Regions from separate parts of the Mus musculus genome. Here all the other regions are linked to region 7. The links are chromatin contacts, called in public ChIA-PET, Hi-C, HiChIP or PLAC-seq and promoter capture Hi-C maps. All regions are on one chromosome and are shown on one strand. The core of a region is the stretch at or near the end of the contact, and the rest is flanking DNA. Distances in the headings are between cores, read along the strand shown. Region 1 overlaps Gm46781 (a long non-coding RNA gene). Region 2 holds the start of Nelfcd (negative elongation factor complex member C/D, Th1l). Region 3 holds the start of Ctsz (cathepsin Z). Region 4 holds the start of Rae1 (ribonucleic acid export 1). Region 5 has its middle 3.8 kb from the start of Mir296. Region 6 holds the start of Spo11 (SPO11 meiotic protein covalently bound to DSB). Region 7 holds the start of Rab22a (RAB22A, member RAS oncogene family).

The links. Promoter capture Hi-C pulls out the DNA fragments that hold promoters and counts their contacts. A called contact is a pair of places that touch in the nucleus more often than the background predicts. ChIA-PET counts read pairs in DNA pulled down with a chosen protein or histone mark. HiChIP or PLAC-seq counts read pairs in DNA pulled down with a chosen protein or histone mark.
Region 1: a contact with region 7 is called in an RNA polymerase II ChIA-PET map of memory CD8 T cells, with 19 read pairs. The contact joins the enhancer-like site here to the promoter of Rab22a in region 7. A contact is called at or near these places in 4 of 39 promoter capture datasets (the C10 cell line, hippocampal neurons, neutrophils and 1 more), 3 of 484 Hi-C or Micro-C datasets (B cells, CD4 T cells and CD8 T cells) and 1 of 115 datasets of contacts at active chromatin or transcription factors (memory CD8 T cells).
Region 2: a contact with region 7 is called in a promoter capture Hi-C map of embryonic stem cells, with 2.2 times the contacts expected there. The contact joins the promoter of Nelfcd here to the promoter of Rab22a in region 7. A contact is called at or near these places in 5 of 39 promoter capture datasets (embryonic stem cells, erythroid cells, hippocampal neurons and 2 more), 7 of 484 Hi-C or Micro-C datasets (CD4 T cells, the G1E-ER4 cell line, LSK cells and 4 more) and 2 of 9 other capture datasets (adipose tissue and liver).
Region 3: a contact with region 7 is called in an H3K27ac HiChIP or PLAC-seq map of bone marrow-derived dendritic cells, with 6 times the contacts expected there. The contact joins the promoter of Ctsz here to the promoter of Rab22a in region 7. A contact is called at or near these places in 4 of 39 promoter capture datasets (the C10 cell line, liver and pre-B cells), 2 of 484 Hi-C or Micro-C datasets (Th1 cells and embryonic stem cells), 2 of 115 datasets of contacts at active chromatin or transcription factors (bone marrow-derived dendritic cells and embryonic stem cells) and 1 of 9 other capture datasets (liver).
Region 4: a promoter capture Hi-C map of pre-B cells shows a contact between it and region 7, with 4 times the contacts expected there. The contact joins the promoter of Rae1 here to the promoter of Rab22a in region 7. A contact is called at or near these places in 5 of 39 promoter capture datasets (the C10 cell line, erythroid cells, liver and 1 more), 8 of 484 Hi-C or Micro-C datasets (CD4 T cells, the G1E-ER4 cell line, double positive thymocytes and 4 more), 5 of 115 datasets of contacts at active chromatin or transcription factors (bone marrow-derived macrophages, large pre-B cells, memory CD8 T cells and 2 more) and 2 of 9 other capture datasets (adipose tissue and liver).
Region 5: a contact with region 7 is called in an H3K27ac HiChIP or PLAC-seq map of trophoblast stem cells, with 4 times the contacts expected there. The contact joins the enhancer-like site here to the promoter of Rab22a in region 7. A contact is called at or near these places in 10 of 39 promoter capture datasets (the HPC-7 cell line, cranial neural crest, embryonic stem cells and 5 more), 6 of 115 datasets of contacts at active chromatin or transcription factors (craniofacial prominence, embryonic limb bud, embryonic stem cells and 2 more) and 1 of 9 other capture datasets (embryonic stem cells).
Region 6: a contact with region 7 is called in a Hi-C map of CD8 T cells, with 5 times the contacts expected there. The contact joins the promoter of Spo11 here to the promoter of Rab22a in region 7. A contact is called at or near these places in 1 of 39 promoter capture datasets (liver), 1 of 484 Hi-C or Micro-C datasets (CD8 T cells) and 2 of 115 datasets of contacts at active chromatin or transcription factors (memory CD8 T cells and pancreatic cancer cells).

What each region holds. Positions count from the first base shown.
Region 1 is chr2:174,601,199-174,603,898 of GRCm38.p6, forward strand. It overlaps Gm46781 (a long non-coding RNA gene), which reads right to left. Exons shown (of 2, transcript XR_003953979.1): 2 at 1,614-2,075. It also overlaps a transcript of Zfp831 not described here. Among named protein-coding and RNA genes, the nearest start is that of Gm46781, 4.5 kb to the right of the region's middle. Within about 2 kb of position 1,278, at least 105 of the 459 cell types and tissues checked have an H3K27ac peak or open chromatin away from gene starts, as enhancers often do. A contact at or near this core is called in B cells, CD8 T cells, memory CD8 T cells and 1 more, where this site is marked.
Region 2 is chr2:174,414,542-174,417,241 of GRCm38.p6, forward strand. It overlaps Nelfcd (negative elongation factor complex member C/D, Th1l), which reads left to right and starts at 1,263. Exons shown (of 15, transcript NM_020580.3): 1 at 1,263-1,415. The coding sequence starts at 1,329.
Region 3 is chr2:174,437,743-174,440,442 of GRCm38.p6, forward strand. Ctsz (cathepsin Z) reads right to left here and starts at 1,297. Exons shown (of 6, transcript NM_022325.5): 1 at 1,008-1,297; 2 at 423-586. The coding sequence starts at 1,156.
Region 4 is chr2:172,998,715-173,001,414 of GRCm38.p6, forward strand. It overlaps Rae1 (ribonucleic acid export 1), which reads left to right and starts at 1,403. Exons shown (of 12, transcript NM_175112.5): 1 at 1,403-1,662.
Region 5 is chr2:174,262,001-174,264,700 of GRCm38.p6, forward strand. No RefSeq gene overlaps it. Among named protein-coding and RNA genes, the nearest start is that of Mir296, 3.8 kb to the right of the region's middle. Within about 2 kb of position 1,276, at least 28 of the 459 cell types and tissues checked have an H3K27ac peak or open chromatin away from gene starts, as enhancers often do. A contact at or near this core is called in trophoblast stem cells, where this site is marked.
Region 6 is chr2:172,978,525-172,981,224 of GRCm38.p6, forward strand. Spo11 (SPO11 meiotic protein covalently bound to DSB) reads left to right here and starts at 1,318. Exons shown (of 13, transcript NM_012046.2): 1 at 1,318-1,500. The coding sequence starts at 1,370. It overlaps Gm52538 (a long non-coding RNA gene), which reads right to left and starts at 596. Exons shown (of 3, transcript XR_003953974.1): 1 at 554-596.
Region 7 is chr2:173,658,538-173,661,237 of GRCm38.p6, forward strand. Rab22a (RAB22A, member RAS oncogene family) reads left to right here and starts at 1,308. Exons shown (of 7, transcript NM_024436.3): 1 at 1,308-1,604. The coding sequence starts at 1,569. It also overlaps the pseudogene Ppp4r1l-ps.

The sequences.
Region 1 (2,700 bases), core at 28-2,527, 940 kb after region 7:
TAGGAGAAGGGGGCTAGATGGATGCTATAGGCGGGGCACACTGTTCATGAGGGACAGATGCGAAGGACAGGTCTCCATTAGTTATGAAATCCTCTGGTCCCTTCTAGGCTAGCCATACTTGAACCACAGGTACACAGTTACATCTTGGTGAAGCCAAGAGGAAAATGGTTTTTCGAGGTGCCTGGCCTCTGTTGGAGGTCTGACCATAGCATGCCATTAGCAACCTGTGAGAGCCCAAGGGGTTACTTCAGTGCCCCAGCTGCTGTGGATGCTTAGGGTTTAACCATTCACATGGAAGCAGACATGGTGGAAACATATGTTCCCAGAAGGAAGATCTGTCTCATGAAGGTGGTGGGGGCAGGGAAAAGTGATGCCTTGTGTTACGTCATCTTTGCAACTTGCCCGAAGGGTGGGGCCTGCCCAGTGCTACTTTATGGGAAGAATGTGGAGTCTTGTGTTTTAAGTTTTGGATTTTTATCTCTCAATACACTCCATGATCTATCCTCTGGTCTTACCGTACAATTCCTCTTCTTCACAAATCTCGAAGGAAACTGTCACTCTTGGGTGAGCCACATGTTTTCTAATAGTGTCCCTGTTCCCCAGGGTGAAAAGCTTGTCCTGGCAAAGCCCTTAGATGCAGAGCTCTCCCTAGTTACCACACATGGCTCATAGGCAAGCTTGACGGGCGTTCTCTAGTCTTTCCTGGTTCTCAGGTAGCCTAGGATGGTCCGGAACGTGCTACATAGTTGAGAATGACCTAGACAGTCTGATCTTCCTGCTGCCACCTTCTGATGGTGGGATGACAGGTGTGCTATGCACTCTGCAGATCACAAACCCAGGGCCTGATGCATGCTAGACAAGCGCTCTACCAACTGAGCCACACTTCCATCCCTGGCTCCTTCAGTCATGGCTCTGAGGAGCCAGTAGAACTGGGGCTTAACCTCAGATGCTGAGCTCTGCCCCATCCTGCATGGTGCCTAGCTTAGATAAAGACTTAAAGACTGTAATGGAGTAAGTCTAGCATCATACCGAATATGAATCAAGGAAAGCAGAATGCAGCCTGACGGAGAGCTCTCTGTAGATAACCATGGGGCTGGATTCCTGCTCCAGCCCCTGGACTGACACAGCCTGGCCCACATGCAGCCCCCTTCCACCACCAGCCCTCCCGCCCCAAGCTGTAGCCCCTGCCACAGCTTGCCTCTTCCTCTGTGACCTGCCACAGGCCTCACATCCTGTGAGGAGGCCCTAGAAACCAGTTCTGTTGATGAAAACACTCGCGCTCTTCACCACAGGAAGCATGGGCCTCACGTTCACAGTGATAACCGCCCAGTCTCTTCACAGAGAGTAGAGGGGAGCACAGACTAGCTTTGTACCTAGATTAGGAAGCATGTGTTCCCTCCCCTCCCCCTCAACAATTCTCAATTCACCTCACATGAAGCCTCCTGCCCCCCCTGCTTCCTATCCGAGAGTAGGAAGCAGGACATTTGGGAAACAGAGACCATGTCCCCCAGAGCTTTGTAAGAACAGTAAGAAAACAGGATATTAGTAATGACAGGAGCCCCCTGGCCTCGGCCCCAGGTAAGGCGTTTAGATAAAAATCTAGGACACCCGGCTAAATTTTAAATTTCAATTAAACAGTGACTATTGTCTTGATACAAGAAGGTCGTATAGAAGCAGTTCTTCCTAAAACACTACTCAACTGTTCCCAGGAAATATCAATTTAACTAAGAGTCCTGTAGTTTTGAGTTTGTGACAACTAGTCACTGAGGCCTAGGGAACCGACTTCTTCACCCAGAGGCCGTTCTGAGCCCTGTGCTGCAAATCAAGAGCTCCCTCCATGCAAGCAATACTTCACTCTGGACATTTTACATCGGGAGTTTTTGTACAGAGCTGTCTTGGTATGCATTGTCCAGAGGAGAAACTGAGGCTGTGAGGCTGTGCGAGTTGCTGAAGTGATCTGATCTGATCTGCCAGCTCCTAGACCGTCTCCATGCGTAGTACTCACTGGCAGTGGGTGGGCGAGCGGCGGCGCCAACTTCAGAGAGGCAGTAATAACAGGTTAGCTTGGGAAAGCTCTGTGCAGAGATGGGAAGGGTTGTGTCAACACATGCAAATTATATGCAAATACACTTGGCCCTCCTGGCAGGCTCACCTAGGTGGGAGATCCATGAGCAGTCCCCCATTGCCCATGGGCTTCTAACAGGGGCAAGGGTAACAGGTTGATAGCCCCTTGTGTTCCCAGCGCACGTGGGCTGGGGTGAGTGCACACCCGAGTTCTCGTGTTCTCTCTTCTCGGATGTGGATGTGAGGGGGCTGGTGTGGAGGTGGATACATGAGGCTATGGGGCGTGGTGATGTGTGCGTGACCTGCCACCTTGATCTGTGTATTCCCAGCAAGCCACAGGGCTCCTGTCTCCTCAGATAACCTCCTCCAAAGCTTTGGTGTTGCTCTATGGAGAGAAGGAAGCATCCCCTTGGGACTGTGTCTACTGAGATGCCCTAGGACCAGAGAGAGTCCTTGGAGGATAATCCTTTTCTCAACAATACTACAATTAGCATTGATGCTATACCTGGCCCTGCGGCTAATGCTGTGTACTTAATTATCCAGGCCTGGGGTTTGTGTTGCCCTGAGGAAATTCAGTGGGTAGGTAGAGTCACTTGACCACACTTAATGGCAAAGTAAGCAGAGAACAAGTCCACA
Region 2 (2,700 bases), core at 13-2,512, 760 kb after region 7:
AGCAAATAGCTAGACATTCCAGATATATCTGTTCCATCACTTTCCTTAAACAAAAATCCAGATGAACTTTTATAATAACTAATTCCTGCTGACTACCTGCTAACTCTGTGTCTAGTGCTTCAATGTGCCATCGGACTAAAGCCTTGCAAGTGGTTGTCACCTTGGGTGGCTCTGGCATCAACTACAATGCAGGGTGCCACAAGCTCTGGTGGGGGACTTTCTTCACCAGGTTATTTGGAATGGAAAGAGCCACCCTGAGCATCTTGGGAAAGTCTCTTCTATCATTACAGACTATTTACTTTGGTTATCCAGTATTATCATTTCTCCCCTTTGTTTGCAGGCTAGCTCCCTCGGATCATGGGTGGCAAAGTGGCAAGGATCTCGTCCCTGAGTACGTCACTGTACTCCAGGTGTTATCAATGATCCAGGCACTTAGGAGTTATTCAACAAACACTTGTCAAATGATGGAAGGAAGGAAGAAGTAAAATAGCATTCCAACAGCTCTGCAGACAGTGCCTGAGGACTGTACTACATGGCTGGCTCTTTTCTCTAGCCTCTCCTCACTGTCTGCATCCAGAGCCCATGGTGTTAACCTCCCCGATCGATGATTTGGGGCCACCTGCCAGGAGGCCTCTCCAGGTATCTTCAGTCTAGGTGTTCAGTGGGTCCACTTTTCCAGAGCCCAGTCATGGCTTTTGTAGGCTGTAGGGCCTCCTCCACTGGAAATATGTTTTATATCTCGCTCTGCAATGCACCGAGTACTTTTTGCCCATAGTAAAAGAAATCCGAACATTTCTGTGATACCTGCTCGGTTGGCAGCTGCACTGTCCAGGCAAAGCTTAAGCTCACTGAAGGTTCGAGGTTTTTATAGCAACTGGAAGCATGCTTGCACTTCCGAGTGAGACCCTGTCTTTTTTTTTTTTTTTTTTTTTTTTGAGACAGGGTTTCTCTGTATAGCTCTGGCTGTCCTGGAACTCACTTTGTAGACCAGGCTGGCCTCGAACTCAGAAATTCGCCTGCCTCTGCCTCCCGAGTGCTGGGATTAAAGGCGTGCGCCACCGCGCCCGGCGAGACCCTGTCTTAAAAAGGAGAAAAGGTAACTTGGAAGTGTTCTGGGCAGACATAAAGCTGTGACTCAAGCCATCTTGCTCATGAGAGATCCTACAAGGTGTTTCCCCGCCCAGCAGGCCAAAGACTAGGCCACGCCTCCTCTGTAACCACGCCCCTTTCCAACTCCGCCTCTCTAGCCTTGCCTGAGGCCCAGAACCGCGCACGCGCTCTTCCATTTGTTGTGTCCGGCGCACGCGCAGTGAGGAGACGCGGCAGATATGGCGGGTCCGGCGCCGGGTACAATTATGGGAGAAGACTACTTCGGGAATGCCTCAGAGTGGGGCGAAGAGGCAGACGGCGGCCAGGTGAGAGGGCCGTAGGCGTTCCGCCAGGAAGCCGGGTTTGTGTCCTGTCCTCGCGGCTCCTGCTCCGGCCAGACCCGGGTACGGGGACCCGTGACCCTTGACTCCCTGACCTCCGACCCCGGACCCTAGCAAAGCGGGTCCAGGAACTGCACTCAGGGCTTCGGGCCGGTCCTGCCCCGTTAGGGACCTCAGTTTCCCATGCATTCCGATTCCCAGTGACACCTGGGGCTGATCTCTGCGAAGCAGAAGCCATGGTGCCCGAGGGGGCAGGACAGACTCTAAGGGAGAAGTGGACCACAGTGATACAGTGAACAAACTAACTCCAAACTCCAGCAGCATTCTGGGGTTGGGAAAACACTCTCCGGTGCTGGACAGACCAAACTTTTTTTTCCACTTTTGGGTGATTTCATTCATCCTTAGAGTACAGGACAGGAAAGATCTCGTAGCCCCGACTGTCCAAGATTTGGGTGAGAGATGGGGAACGGGTATCGTTCAGTGTCCCCCCAAACACCAGGGTTAGGAAATCAGAAGTCCACCCAGCTGTATGACTGACTTAAGCCTCCCATATCCTTCTGGACAGTGAGTAGGGGCCCTGGAATTTGGCTTTTCTACAGGAAGTGAGATGAGCTTTGAATGAATATGGGATGCAGTGAGGTATACCAGTGGAGTGGTCAGTGGTGCAGTGAGGGTGATGGAGGAAAGGTGAGGGGTTTCTGGAACCGAGTGAGGGAAGCCCTCCGTGGTTGGTTGGTTGGTTGCTGGACCAGGAGCTGTCAGTCATCAGTTGCAGCTTCCAGGGGTCCTATAGAGCTAGCTGCTGACCAGTAGGACATAAGACCCTGGGCATCTGTTTGTATGCTAGAGCATACTACATCACTTGGGAACTCGGAGGTGGATATATAGAGTTGGATTTAGCTAATTTGGATGTTGGGCTAAGTGCTTTTGTGTGGTATCGCAGGCTAGGCGCTAGAGCAGCAGTTCTCAACCTGTGGGCTGTGACCCTGTGGGGGTCATATCAGATATCTTGCATATTCACATTGTGATTCCTAACAGTAGCAGATGACAGTTATGAAGTAACAACAAAAGTAATTTTACAGGTGGAGTTCACCACAGCATGAGGAACTGTGTTGAAGGGTTGCAGCATTAGGAAGGCTGAGAACCACTGTTCTAGAGTTTGAATTGAGTGTTATTCATAAGTAAAATAAGGCAGAAAGACTCAGCCACCTGCCCAGGGCATAAGGAAGGAAAGAAGACTCAGAGTGATGTCCTTTGTGTCACTTAAGTG
Region 3 (2,700 bases), core at 47-2,546, 780 kb after region 7:
GGAACATGTTCACCTCAAATGCCAGCTGCTACTGAGAAGCAGTTTCACTTCCACGCCCCACAAACCAACTGTGAACTCAGTGATTTTGCAACACCGGTCCCATGGTTCTCAATGGCTGAAGTCACAAGTTCTGAGGAAGGGAAGGTTCCTGGGAGCCACTTGTCACCAGATTCCAGCCCAAGCCTGTCCCACAGAGGCCCTAGTAGGCCCACAGGAGAGAACTCCAGAATGACACAGCCACCTCACTCTGGCTGAGGGGAAATCCAAGTCTGAATCATGGTACAGGGCCATGGGCCCCTGTAGCCCCGGGCTATGGCTATCATGGCTCACCTAAAGGTAGATTGGATGGTGAAGTGCAGCCACCCACCTGGCCAAGATACTGGCCCTGCCCTAGGCTTAGCATGGAGCGCCAGGCCACCTACCTGCCATGGCACTGGTGCTGCCGTGGGCCCAGCAGGAACCACAGTACTGTGGGATGTGCTGGTTCCTGGTGACGCTGGCATAGTTGACACCGTTCACATTTCTCCAGTCCCAATTCTTGGGGAGATCCGCTGGGGACAGGTACTCATGCGGCCGAGGATAAGTCCTGGGAGGACATCATGGCAATGGAAACCAACTCTGGAACGCATAGGGCCTCCCCTCTCCCTACCCCCACCAGGGCCACAAATCCAGTCATTTCTCCTGTTGGCCTTCTTCCCAAACTGTGGTCGGTTCAGAACTTGACCCAGAAGAGCCACCAGCAGAACCCAGGACTATTGGAAGCTGAATGTGACAGAGCATCTCCGAAATACGCTAATGCTCACTAACAAAGGCAGTAGAGGCGAGAACTGCCCAAACCAGCAAACCCCAGAGCTCCCCGGATGTGAAAATCATCCCAAAAGGAAGGGATGGGATTTGTGCTTCCCAGGCCTAATGAGGGAGGATGGGGCAAGGTCCCAAGTGTCAGGGGGTGCGCGCCTGGCCTAGAAGTTGACCCTTTTCCTCCCTAGGCACAGCCCCGCGCCCACCTGCGCCCCAGCAGAGCCAGCTGGTCCCCGCGAATGGGATGGTAGCAAGTCTGGCCCGAGCGGAAGTAGAGTCTGGCCCGTGCCGCACTCGCCAACAGCAACATCAGCAGCACCAGGGGCAGCTGCTGCACCGACCCCGACGACGCCATGCTCCTGCTCCGGGCCAATTCGGATCCTGGATCACGCGCAGCACCTTCGACCTCTTGACCCGACCCGCAGGCCCACGCGCTCGGGACGCCCCGCCCGGTCCTTTAGGAGGCGCCCAAGTTGGACACACCCCGAGGGCGGGGCCTTCCCCGCTGCTCCTGCCCCCGCCCCGCCCCGCTCGGCAGCCCCCAGGAGATAATCTGCCTCACTAGGAATCAAACAACCGGATCAGCAGAACCTGGGGTCACACAACCAGACCCCAGACCTGACAGTGCCACCAGCCATTGTGATAACACGGACTGACAGCAAAACTTAAGTTTACTATTCAGAGACCCAGGCATCCTGGAGCAGGGTAGGGCTCAGCAGGCTTCCATTGGCCCACTCAGCCCAGATTCTTTTGTTTCTCTGCTCTGGAGTGTGGTGCAGTGTCCCATTAGGTTAGGTCTCCCTAGGAGCGCACAGAGATATCCTGAGGCTGGAAGAAGGTGTGGGTCATACCCAGCATTGGACTCTAGCCTGGCTTTCTGAGCCCCTCCTCTCCACCCCCCAAGACCCAGGCTTTTCCTGAAGAGACAGCTCTCCTTCACAGAGAAGGATCCTTCCAGGATTACTCTTTTCTTTTTTCTTTTTTTTCTTTTTTTTCACTTGGCACATATATCGTGAGTCCCTGGGGTTCTGGAAAGGGTCCCTGCTAACCAGACTCTTCCAAGATGAGGAACTGAGAAAGAAGTGGGACCTGGCCAGCCTAGGTTTCGTAATGGGAGAATTTCCCCTTCCCCCTGTGCCCCGTGAGCTATTGTCAGCAGTCCCAGGCCACAAAGCTATCTCTTCTTCTGTAAGAAACATCCCCTGGTGTTTTATCTCAGGCTCTCTCCAGGTGGTGGGTGTGAGATTCCTGATGCGCGATGGCCAGTGGGGCTACAGCCATTCCTCTGTCTGTGGATAGGGGCAGTCAGAAATCATAATGGCTGTCTTGCTGCCTGCCTTTCCAGATCACCCAGGATTCCAACAAGACTCAAAAGCCTGCTGGATACCTCCTGTCAGAGAGCAGAACAAGACCTCAGAAGCAAACTTGGGGCTACCCTTAACAACGCAAGAGTTTTGTTCCCTGTTGCTATAAAGTAGTCACGGAGGCAAATGAACACTGGCATCTGTATGTTGAAATCTTTCATCCTGGGGGGTCATGGCAACCTCTCCCTTCTGCTGGGTGGTAAGTAGCCTGGTAGGAATGAGGGCCTCCCAAGGCCCAGGCAGAGACCTGAGTTCCCTAAGCCAGTTCTCCCCAGTAGTGACCATGCATTGACCTTAGAGCCCTTCGGTCCACTCTGGGGGAGTGTCGCCTCCCACGTGGGTTCCACATGGGCTCTCTCTCGCAGGAAGGGGACAATTGGTCTTGGCGATTCTATGGCATCCCACAGGCAAGGTCTAGTGAAGAGCACAATAGGGCAGCAGCGTTTATCGGGAGAGTGTGTACTCAGTGTGCTCACGGTCCCAAGTTCAATCCCTGGCACAGATAACGAGCAAATGAATGAGTGGAGTTTTAAAA
Region 4 (2,700 bases), core at 153-2,652, 660 kb before region 7:
GTCCTGGGAAGGTCATAGTAACAATGCCCTGTGAAACCAACCTAAAGGAGCCCTCTACTCTGGACCCAACTCTTCCCCTGAGCCCCAACAGGAATAAACACGACGACGACAAACCAAACACTATGTACGCTAACTAAACCTTGTTATTTGACTTCTCAGGGGATGGGAGTAAGTAGATGATCACCAAGTGTCCTAGACAGGCCTGTTTCCTCTGTGTTGTACTGAGGTCCCTTAAGACAGGTAACCAGCGGCCAGTTTTTATTCCATTGTTCTGTAACCCTGTTCCTGCCTTACATTTTTAAAAATTGTTTTGGAGACAGAACATTTCTGTGTAGTTCTGATTGGCCTAGAACTCACAGAGACGCCCCCCCCCACCCCCTGCCTCTACCTCCTGCGTGCAGGGATTGGAAGGCCTGCCAAGTTGCCCAACAAGGAAACTAATTTTGTAGGGACCAATCACATTTTGTTCTTCCTCACTGACACTTGTCCTTTCTCTCTCTCTAAAACCGCTTTCCCTGATTGGTTCATTGGAACCCCCATTCTGGAATCTAGCTAACTATGTTGTCATTTTATCTGACACCTTAAACACTCTATGTGGAATGTTTCATAGAGCAGGACTTTTGTGTTTCAAACAGGCTTAATACTGACCTATTAGTACATGGGGCTCAGTAATTAAGTGTACTTGTTGCTCTTGAAGAGAGCCATGGTTCGGTTCCCAGTACCCACATGATGGTTCGACTATCTGTAACTCCTGTTCCAGGGGCTCCTACACAGTTTTCATGCCTCCCCAAGCATGTGGTGCATATACATACACACAGGGACAACATCCATGCACGGAAATAAATCTTAAACATCTCAGGGAGTAGGAACCATTCCCCTTATCATACCGCTCGGGATGTTCCAAGTAGGCAGCCTCTCAGAGGACAGTGCTAGATCTGAGCTGGGGAACTCTTTTTTTGTTTGTTTGTTTGTTTGTTTTTTGTTTTTACATGTATATGAGTATGTTGCCTGAAGAAGTTTAAGCACCACTGCGTGCAATGACCACAGAGACCAGAAGAGGGCGTCAGTTCTCCAAGAACTGGTGTTGGTTCTCTTGGACCTGTGAGCCGTCCAGTAGGTGTTGGGAATAGAATCTGGGTCTTCCCCAAGAAGCCACTGCTCTTGGCCGCTGAGCCATCTCTTCGGCTCCACGATCATCTTTAGACGTTTAAACAACAATCAATATAACGATACACACGCGAAAACAACGCCCTCTCTCAACTAGTTGCCTGGCAACTGCGCTGGCCGACTTTCCACAAACGCACAACTGCTGGCATAAACACTTCCTCTCGCCCTCAGCAGGGCTTCTGCGCATGTGCGCCCGCCTTGAGAGGGGCGGGACGCCGTGCTCTGACGCTTTCCGGGCAGTCCCGGAAGTGGCTCGTGGCGCGTGCGCGGTGCTTCTGTGGTAACGGGGCAGTTTCCACCGGCTTGAGGCGGACGACTCGGCGGTCTGGGGTCTCCCGGCTGCGCCCCCTCTGCCCCGCGCCAGAGCAGGTCCGTGGCTTCGGGCCCCGCCGCGTGCGTGTTCCTCAGGCGGCCGCCGCGCTCCCTCCGGGAAGCCCGGGCCCGCGTGAGGAGACCGAGCCCCTCTCTGCAGCCGGACCCCGTGCGCTCCGCTAGGTAGGCCGGGCCTCTCCGCGTGCGCACACCGCCCAGGCCACGGGGGTGAGGGGACGGTGGGGGACCGCGGCGTGCGCGGATGGGAGGGGCACGGCCGAGCCGGCGGGCGTGGTCGGACGCTTGGGAGCAGCCCGAGCTAACCCAGTCAGCCAGGAGAAAGGCCCCTGAGAGCTACGGGAGCTGGAGAGATGGCTGCGCTGCCTGCCAGAGGTCCGACCGCCTCTTCACCCCCGCTGCAGGGCACCCGGTACGCCCTTGCTCTTCTCACGTGCGCATGGTGATCTGAAACTAAGTCCTCAAGTAAATTGCACGGGAGAGGAGCGTGCGGATCCCAGCACACACTGGGGGTCGTTTCGTTTCCTAACTCCAGGATGGAGGAGTTAGTTTTTCCGGTGAAAATCAAGACTAACTCACGCTCCGGAGAAACATAGCCCTGGCTGCGTGTCTGTGCATCCCTCTCCCTGTACAGACAGGCTTGTAGTCCTCAGCCCCGAGAGTTGTCTCCCGAGCCGTCTTCTGAGACGTGAATGTGCACCTTATGGTGGCTCTGACACATCGTGGCTGTCTCGAAGGCAGCAGGAGTCAAATGCGCTCCCACAGTTCCTTGCAGTTTCCCTTTCCTTGTTATTTTAAGGAAGCGACCCTCATTAGGCTGTGGATTGCTCGGGCCTTAGCCTCGCTTTTGGAGAGGTGGCTGACTTGGTGGAAGTCTGGGTTTTAAGAATTTGCTTTTTAGTAACAGCTTGAAATGTGGCAAAAGCATATGGGAGTCTGGAGTCACAGTGCACAGATGGTTTCCTTGGCAACGACACAGTTGTCAATTACATTCAGTGTTAGACCGTGCAAATCCTTTTCTTTAAATGGGCTCTTTTGTAGACCAGGCTGTCCTCAGATTTCTGTACAGTCAGGGATGGCCTGCTCCTCCTGACCCTGCCTCCCAAGTGCAGAGATCACCTGTGCCAGCTCACCTGACTAACCCTAAACTTTCTCTGCCTGTTGTGTGTATGGCCATGCATGCGTGTCACAGTCCACATCTGG
Region 5 (2,700 bases), core at 26-2,525, 600 kb after region 7:
ATTGGATTTTCACGAAGGAAGCCAAGTTTTTCAACTGCTGCTGGAAAAAGAGGGGCCCTGGAAGCCTCTCTTTCTGGCCCCTTTCGCAGCCTGCCCCCATCTCCACACATACCCCATTGCACCCTTGGGTGGCTCTGGGAAGCTTTCTGACCTAACAGTTGTGTTGGGTAGTGGTGGTGGTGGCGGCGTGCGTGTGTGTGTGTGTGTGTGTGTGTGTGTGTTTTCCATGAGAAGAAACAATCCCTTCCCTGGTCCCAAAGGACAAACCTAGAGAGTGACCCCTCAGCAGGCCATAGCCCCATTTCCTTGTCCATGGCATAATGATGCCCTAATCCTCCTAAGATGTCAGAGTCCCCCTTGACCCATGTTCCCCAGGGACCTACAAGCCCTGAAAGTCTGTCTCTTCCCCTGCCCCTCACTTTCCCTCTGCCCCGGAGGGCCTAGGGCTCCCTGAGGTCTCTGCTCCCTTTGCTGATGCCACCTACACATCTGAGGTTCTCTGGCCAACAGTGATCTCGCCATCAGCCTGGCAACACCCCAAGGACTGCGTACCCCTAGCTTTGTCCACAGTTGTATTGAGACCATCTCACACGACTGCCCAGAACCAGATATTGGGGTGGGGGTGATTTGTTTTTTGAACTTCCAGCATCAGCCCATCATGCCCGCCTGGAGCTCCCCCTGCTCCGCGCTTCTGGAGCACTGACGTTCTTTAGGGACTGAGGTGAACATCGTCCATCCGTGGGTCTGGGGATGCATCCATTAAACCACCCGCCTGATGGCCTACACATCACACCTGCTCTCCCTCTCTGTGTCTCACAGCCCTAAGCCAGAGGAGCTCAGCCACCATGACTGTGGGACGAATCCCATTCTCTCCCTGTCACCTCCTCCATGGGTGAAGTAGTGACACCACTCCAGGACAGTCCCATCAGCCCCTGCTGAGTCCTGGTTTCTATTTTGACTTCAATTAGCTGTCTCCAGAGAACTTTCCAGATTGTAGACTGAGAAATATGCAGTGGCCCCATCCCCATCCCTGGTAAATATCCAAGCTCGGGGTAAAGACAGCTCTGTGGGATCTAAGCCTTCTTCTCATGCTGTATGTACTTCCTGTCCCCACTAACATGGCTCTTCCTCTAAGAAGCCCCTTCTACACACTCTTCCAGGACTCTCCACTACAGACCCATGTCTACCTTGTCCTTGCTGTACCTTGGGGGCCCAGAGCAAGAACGGCAATGGGTGACATAGTCTTGTGGGCTGTTTGCCCTAGCAGAGTAGAGAGTGACTCACCATCCAGGAAGAGGGATGGCTCTGGCTTCTCTGCCCCTCCTCCAGCCTTCCTAGGAACCTGTCCTGGAGGAGTTTGCTCTAGGGAAGCTTAGGTGGTTACATCACTCCCACCCTCCCCCTGCCTTGAACACTCTGGTCCTTGGCAACAGGCTGAGGACCCCCCTTTCTGCTGACCTGTGGGCACAGATGTTCCCTAGGTGTGAAGGCACAGACCACAGATGGCTCCATTTGCAGGCAGGTGCCAATGCCTGGTACTCGGGCACATTTGTTCTCTCAGAGGGTGGCATCAACCCAGAATCACCTCAAATTACATGAACATTCTGCCTTTCGAGAAAGTGAAGAATTTCGGGGGAGTATAGGGAGGTATTTTGGGCAAACAAGGCCTCCTCTGAGATCCGTCTGCCAAGTGATCTAGGCTTTCCTCTGCTTGTGGGAAACATTGCCAATGGGCAGGCTCATAGCCCTCAGATGGGGTGAGCTCTGCTGGATGGCCCCTGGCTGACCTTCTGAACATATAGGTTCTCCTGTTAGAGGCAACCACAGCCTTTCCCAGAAACATCCCAGTCTATCAGCATTGCCACGCCCAGTGCCCAGACTCATCAGAGCCTTCAGACTTGCCTACTGCCCATCAGGGCTCTTGCACATTGATTCGTCTCAACACCTCATCAGGGCCCTTCCTCCCCATGGCTCCACATCGAGGTACTAGACTCTCTCTTCTTACCCAAAACACAATGGCCTAGTGAGGGAACATCAGCTGTTCTGTCATTGTTGTGCTCACATGAAGATGCTGTTGCGTGTATAGCCAAGTTCGCCATGCGTGCACATATTACCGTGTGGCTGCAAACCCTGCTTCATCCTGAATGTTCCTAGGCTCAGCGGAGGTTTCCACCTCTGCATTGGCTCTTTCTAAGGCTCATGGGGATGCTCGCTCCTGGGGAACCAGGCAACAGGCCTCATGAGGCCCCTTTACTGTTCATGATGGTGCCCATCTCACTTGGAAGGAGCGACACCTATTTGGCTGGCCTGACTATACAGCTCTGGAGAGTTGGGCTATAAGTTTACATATATGGAGATGTGTATTATAATGGATTCTACGGACACATTGGAATAATGGCCTTGAGCTACCACGCCCTTGCCAGTTCTGCTCATGTTTTGCTAGGTGCTCAGAAGACAGCCTTTCTCTGATCACTGGATCACGTCACAACACCCCGCCCTGTCCCATTCATACCCCGAGAAAACTTGATCCTCTCCAAATTCCCTGCTTTCTGTAGCTTGTTTTGAGTCCTTTGTAGGATGCTCTTCAATGTTGACAACGTTTGCTCTAGCAGTGTCTTTTCATGTTGGGTTGACACAGGGTACTCGCTGTACACAAGAGGTTCCCAGGAATGCCAGTCTGCACTGTTCATTGAGACTCTG
Region 6 (2,700 bases), core at 68-2,567, 680 kb before region 7:
TGACTCATTATAAAAGGGGTTGCTTGCCCCCTCCTCTCTCTCTCTCTCTCTCTCTTGCTCTCCTGTCCTTGCTCTCTTCCCCTCTTCCCCCTCTTTCCCCATTTCCCTCCCCCCTTCCTCCCCCCCATGTGCTCATAGCCAGCCTCTACTCCTCTATCCCCACCCCCCCTTTCTCTCAACTCCCTTCCCCATCCATGCCCTAAATAAACTCTATTCTATACTACAGAATAGTATAGGGAAGTGTGGCTGGTCCCTCAGAGGGAAGGGATGCCTCAGCATGGGCATGCAGAGAGGAGGCTGTTATTTCTGCCACTAGACTATTAGAAATAAAAACTATCAACTGGGGCCTGTGGTCAGGTGGCTCTCACGGGATCAGTCCCAGCATCTCTCATACACCTTGATTCAAGCCACTTTGGTCCAGTCAGTTTTTTACCTCATCCCAGTCTCTCTTTGTTAAGGATACGGTTCTAAGAGTCAAGGCTCCTCTAGGACTTCAGAAATCCCACCTTCTGCTCTAGAAGGCTCAGAGAGAATAAAGCGAGACATGTCTTACCGTAGGTCTGCAAGGAGAGGAAGTGATATTCACGCTATTAAGGCTTAGGATGGAAATACTATTTTCAGATAAGCAACAACTTTTTATATATTTTTAAAAATTCACTTTTTTTAAAAAAATATTTTTATGTGTGAGTACCACATGCATGCAGGAACCCACAGAGGCCAGAGGGCATGAGGTCCCATGGAAGTGTAGTTTTAGGCAGATATGAGTTGCCTGGCGGGGGTCCTAAGAAATGAATGAACCTAGGCTCTCTACAAGTGCATTAAAATTCTTAACGCCGAGCTTTCCCCAACGACAATCTTCTTAATAAAAGCAAATCCCAAACATGTTTTGGACAGTAAAAAGCCTTTAATCCCGGCACACAGGAGGAGGCAGGTGGAGAGGACCTGGTACAGAGGCAGGAAGCCAAACCAGGCAGAAATGTTTCCCTTCTCCCATACCTATCCCCAGGTCCATGACCGTCCTAGTGAAAAGTTGTAATTATTACCTCCCCAAATGACCCCCCAAAAGAGCTTTGCAAGTATTATTTCCCCTAAGTTATCAGACCAAGAAAACCTCGACCCCAGAGATCTGCATCTGAGAGCTTCATGTCCTCCCTGAAGGGTAGTGTGTGTGTGTGTGTGTGTGTGTGTGTGTGTGTGTGTGTGTGTGTGTGTGTGTGTGTGTTGGGGGGGCGCCTCAGAGGCCCCTGCGCCTGCGCACTCTGCTCCGCGGGCTGTCCCGCGGTCAGTGGTGCAGTGCGCATGCGCGTGGCTAGAGCGCGGAAAGGTTCGCAGGGGCAGGAGGCCTCAGAGCGGCTCCGCATCCGCCATTATGGCGTTCGCGCCTATGGGGCCCGAGGCCTCGTTCTTCGACGCCCTGGATCGGCACAGGGCTTCCCTGTTGGCCATGGTGAAGAGAGGCGCAGGGGAGACCCCTGCCGGGGCCACCCGCGTGGCCTCTAGGTACAGCAGCTCGGCAGGGCCATGGAAAGCCCGGGAAGGTTCCTCGTGGCGCCGAGGTGGCCTCCGTGGGGAGAGCGTCGGAGGCCACGTCCGAGCCCCGAAGTCGGTGCTCCCTAGTGCTCCCTGGTGGTGACCGGGACCCTGTACACACCAGATGTTTTCTAGAATGTTCCAGGCGCCCCGCTCTGGCTTAGTTCCTAGGTTTATCAGTGTCCTTTATAGTCAGAGAGCTTGAGACTTGCTTTGGATTTATGGGGCTTTGTCTTGTTTTGTTTTGTTTGTTTTTGTTTTTGTTTTAAATGAAAGCTGGGCTTTAATTTCAGCACCGGGAGGCTGAGGCAGGCAGGTTTCTGAGTTTGAAATCAGTAGTTCCAGAATAGCCAGGGCTGTTAGACAGAGAAACCCCATGTTGAAAAAAAATTGTGTGTGTGTGTGTGTGTGTGTGTGTGTGTGTGTAAAATAGGTTTGGGAGTGAGGGATAGAAGAGGAAAGAGAAAGTGAAAAGCGTTTACTCTCTGAACTACCACTAATTAATTTCTCAGAACTAACAAGGACATCATCACATTTTAAGTAATTTATAATAAGACTTTTTTTTTTTTAACCTGAAGGGAACAGATGAACATATTGTAAGTAATTTCTTCACAACCAACTACAGAGACTCTCCTACGGTTCACCTGACTATATCTTGACCTTCAGTATTTGTCTCAGCCTATTCCAAACTTTGAAAAAAATTGTGTTAGAAAATAGTAAATGTTTTAAAATCCATTTTCTGATCTATCCCCCCCCCCACATACACACAGTAGAAACGTTGAGAATTGTGTGGTTGTTAAAACTCAACATTTTGCCCATCTTCTTTGTTTAGCTTGGCTTTCCTCCTTAGGCAATGTGCCAATGTTGCTTAAAATGATTGAGATATATATTTTTTTTAAACTGATGGTTTGTGAAATTAACAGCCAGCTGGAGAAAGCTGGGTTCAGTCTTGATATTTTGTGGTAAAGAGGCATGATTTTTTTGTGGCCAAGTGAACTATTTAGTACAAAATTCATTTTTTTTTCTTTTCTTGTAGTGATTAATTTTTTTCCTTTTGAATCATTACAATTTAAGATGGTTAATTTTTAGTCATGATATCAATTTTAGGGCAATGTGCTATAAGAAAGTATGTATGTGTGTGAGAGCGAGCGCGCTTGCTCACTTGCAGGA
Region 7 (2,700 bases), core at 58-2,557:
CTCAACACTGCAATGGTCTACCAAACATTCTCAGTCAACATCAACTCCTGTCAGGGAGTTTCAGGTAGGGAAGGGAAGGGGACAGAAGTAACTCCTAGGGCTGGGACTCAGGAAGCCCCAGTTGACTGTGGTGATTTGTGTCATCTGAGGTGATTTGACCTCAACCACCAGCAAGCCTCCCTGGGTTTTTTTTTTTTTTTTTTCCTGCTCCCCTCTGGCTTGTGAGGGAGATCTAGTTCATCTTTGTAAATTCATAAGCCCAACAAATGGCCCGAGCAAGTAGAGGTAGGCGCTGAAAAACTATATTGGATAGACAAGCCAAAGCTTCGTTTGTCCATTAGCCACAAATTGGAACTTGCACTTCGAAGGTGGCATCTCTCTCAGCTACTGTCTCTTAAAATAATTCCAGAGAAGAAGTGGAGGCTGAGAAGGGTCAAGTGGAAGAGACCCACTCAAAACATGGAAAGCAGTGGGCTCCATGAAGACATGGAGCTGGCCAGGCCCACAAGTAGGGCGTCACTCCCAAGCCCTAACTAGGAACCCAAGGAGGTTCCTCCCAGGTTGGGATTGGCTTTCCCTCTCACAGCTCCTAGCGCAGCCAGAGGAGAAAGTGACAGGAAGACAAAGTTTCCAACAGACCCAAGTCCTAGCCCAGGAGGGAAGGGCACCTGAGAAGAAGCGGGCTCGAGATAGGCTCGACCTGAGGCTCCTGTCCCGTCTAAGTGCACCCCACAGTCCTCTGGGAGGGACCCAAGGAGGGGCGGGGCGCCCCAACTGTTACTTACAGTCCTCTAAGTCATCCTGCAAGTCCACAAAGTACAGAGGGATCTCTGAAAAAAAATCAAAAGACACACAAGGAGCTACACGGGGCTGCGCGGGCGGCGAGTCCCGGGCTCGTGCGGAGGTGGGGTGAGGGGGGCTCTCGGGGAGGGGAAGGGGAGCCGTCGGAGACCCCTGAGCCTAGACCCCACTCACCCGCCATCTTAGGATGTGCCAGAGGGCGGGGCTGGAGGCGGGGGCGAGCCCAGAGGCCACGCCCATCCCTCGCGCTCCGCCCACCAGCCTGGCCTCACTCACCCGCCGCCATCTTGGGACGGGTGGAAGGTGGAGCTAGAGGCGTGGTAGCTTCAAGATTACGCCCCATCCCGCCCCGCCCACTCCTTAGAGAAGATGGGGCTGAGGCGGAGCTGGAGGGTGGGGCGACGCTGAGGCTCCGCCCATTGGTGCTCCGCCCACCCGCCTGTGAGCTGCGAGCCGGCCGCCCCGCCCTCGCGGAGAAGGTGGCTGCCGAAGTGGGCGGGGAGGTCAGGTGACCCAGCTGGCGTCCCAAGATGGCGGCGGCGGTAGCGCCCGGGAGGCCAAGGCGGTGTCCCGGCTGTTGAGGTGACTCCGCCGGACAAGTGACGGGGTCGGCCGGACCGGAGGGCGGCGGCGGACGCACGGCCGCCCGGAGTGCTCGGCCGGGACTTGGCGGTGAGGCGGCGGCGCCGGGGGATGCTGGTGCTGGGCCGGGCCTCTCCCTCCTCAACTTAGGGCGGCGGCGGGCCCGCACCCCTGGTTCCCGGGCCATGGCGCTGAGGGAACTTAAAGTGTGCCTGCTCGGGGTAAGTTGCAGCGGGCGGGGTCCGGAGGGTCGCGGAGGCCGGGCGGGCGGGCCCCGGCACTCCAGGGCCCCTTGCACCCCTTTACGCTCAGCGCGGGACGCAGCCCCCCACAGACCCCTTAGGGCGGCGGGACCAGCAGGCTGTGCCCCACCCAAGGCCCCCAGGTGTCAGGGTGGCCCCCGGCGCCCCGGAGCGACGCCCTCTTTCCATCCCACAGTGAAGTAGCCCACAGGTAGTTTCCTTCCAACTTTGCGAGGGACACCTTTAAAGTTAGACAAGTTTCTGAAAGTTAACCCTCCCCAGCAGGGCTTTGGGTTTTATGCGCACACTTGGCCTCCTTTCAGCAATGTGGGATGGTTTTGAACTTTTGGGACGTCTTTGACACTTCTGCAAGAGTTACTTTCCATTAAAGTTCACTCTTCACTAGAACAGGGAGGAGTTACCAGGACTTTGAAGGTTCAGCTTCCGGTCCTCTCACAGTAGTTTGGCCTTTTCAGAGCCTTCTAATGATCTCCTTCCTGAGTTTCTGTTTTAATGACTGAAAAAAAAAAAATTCCAATAACTACATGGTTTTTGCCCCTTAGCAGGGTGGGGCTAGGGTTCATCCCGATTACTCCGCAACTTGGGAGCGCATAGTTTTACTGGTATATGTTAAAAGGCCAGTGAGTCCAGTCACCTTTCACACAGGACAGGCATTGAAGAGGCCTTTTTACTTTGGGAGGGAGCAGGAGTTCAGTCTTAGAGACTAAACCTAAACCTTGTACATCCTAGGCAAGTCCCGCCACTGAGTTGTGTGTCCCCAGTTTGCTTGCTTCTATTTTTTTAGCAGGATCTCCAGAAGTTGCCCAGGATAGCCTTGAAATCTCAGCCTCAGCAGGCCTTGAACTTGGAACCCTCCTGCCTCTGCCTCCCAGATTTGCTAAGATCGCAGTCCTGTAGCACTAGGCCGTCGTAGGTCTTTCCGGAGGTCCTAGTGTCACTTAAGAACTGCAGAATCCTTCCCCAGTACTTTCAAGATGGTTTCTCACTAGTTGGCCATGACTGGCACTGTGCTCAGTTCTTAGGCTAAGAAATCTGCCTGCTTCTGTCTCCCAGG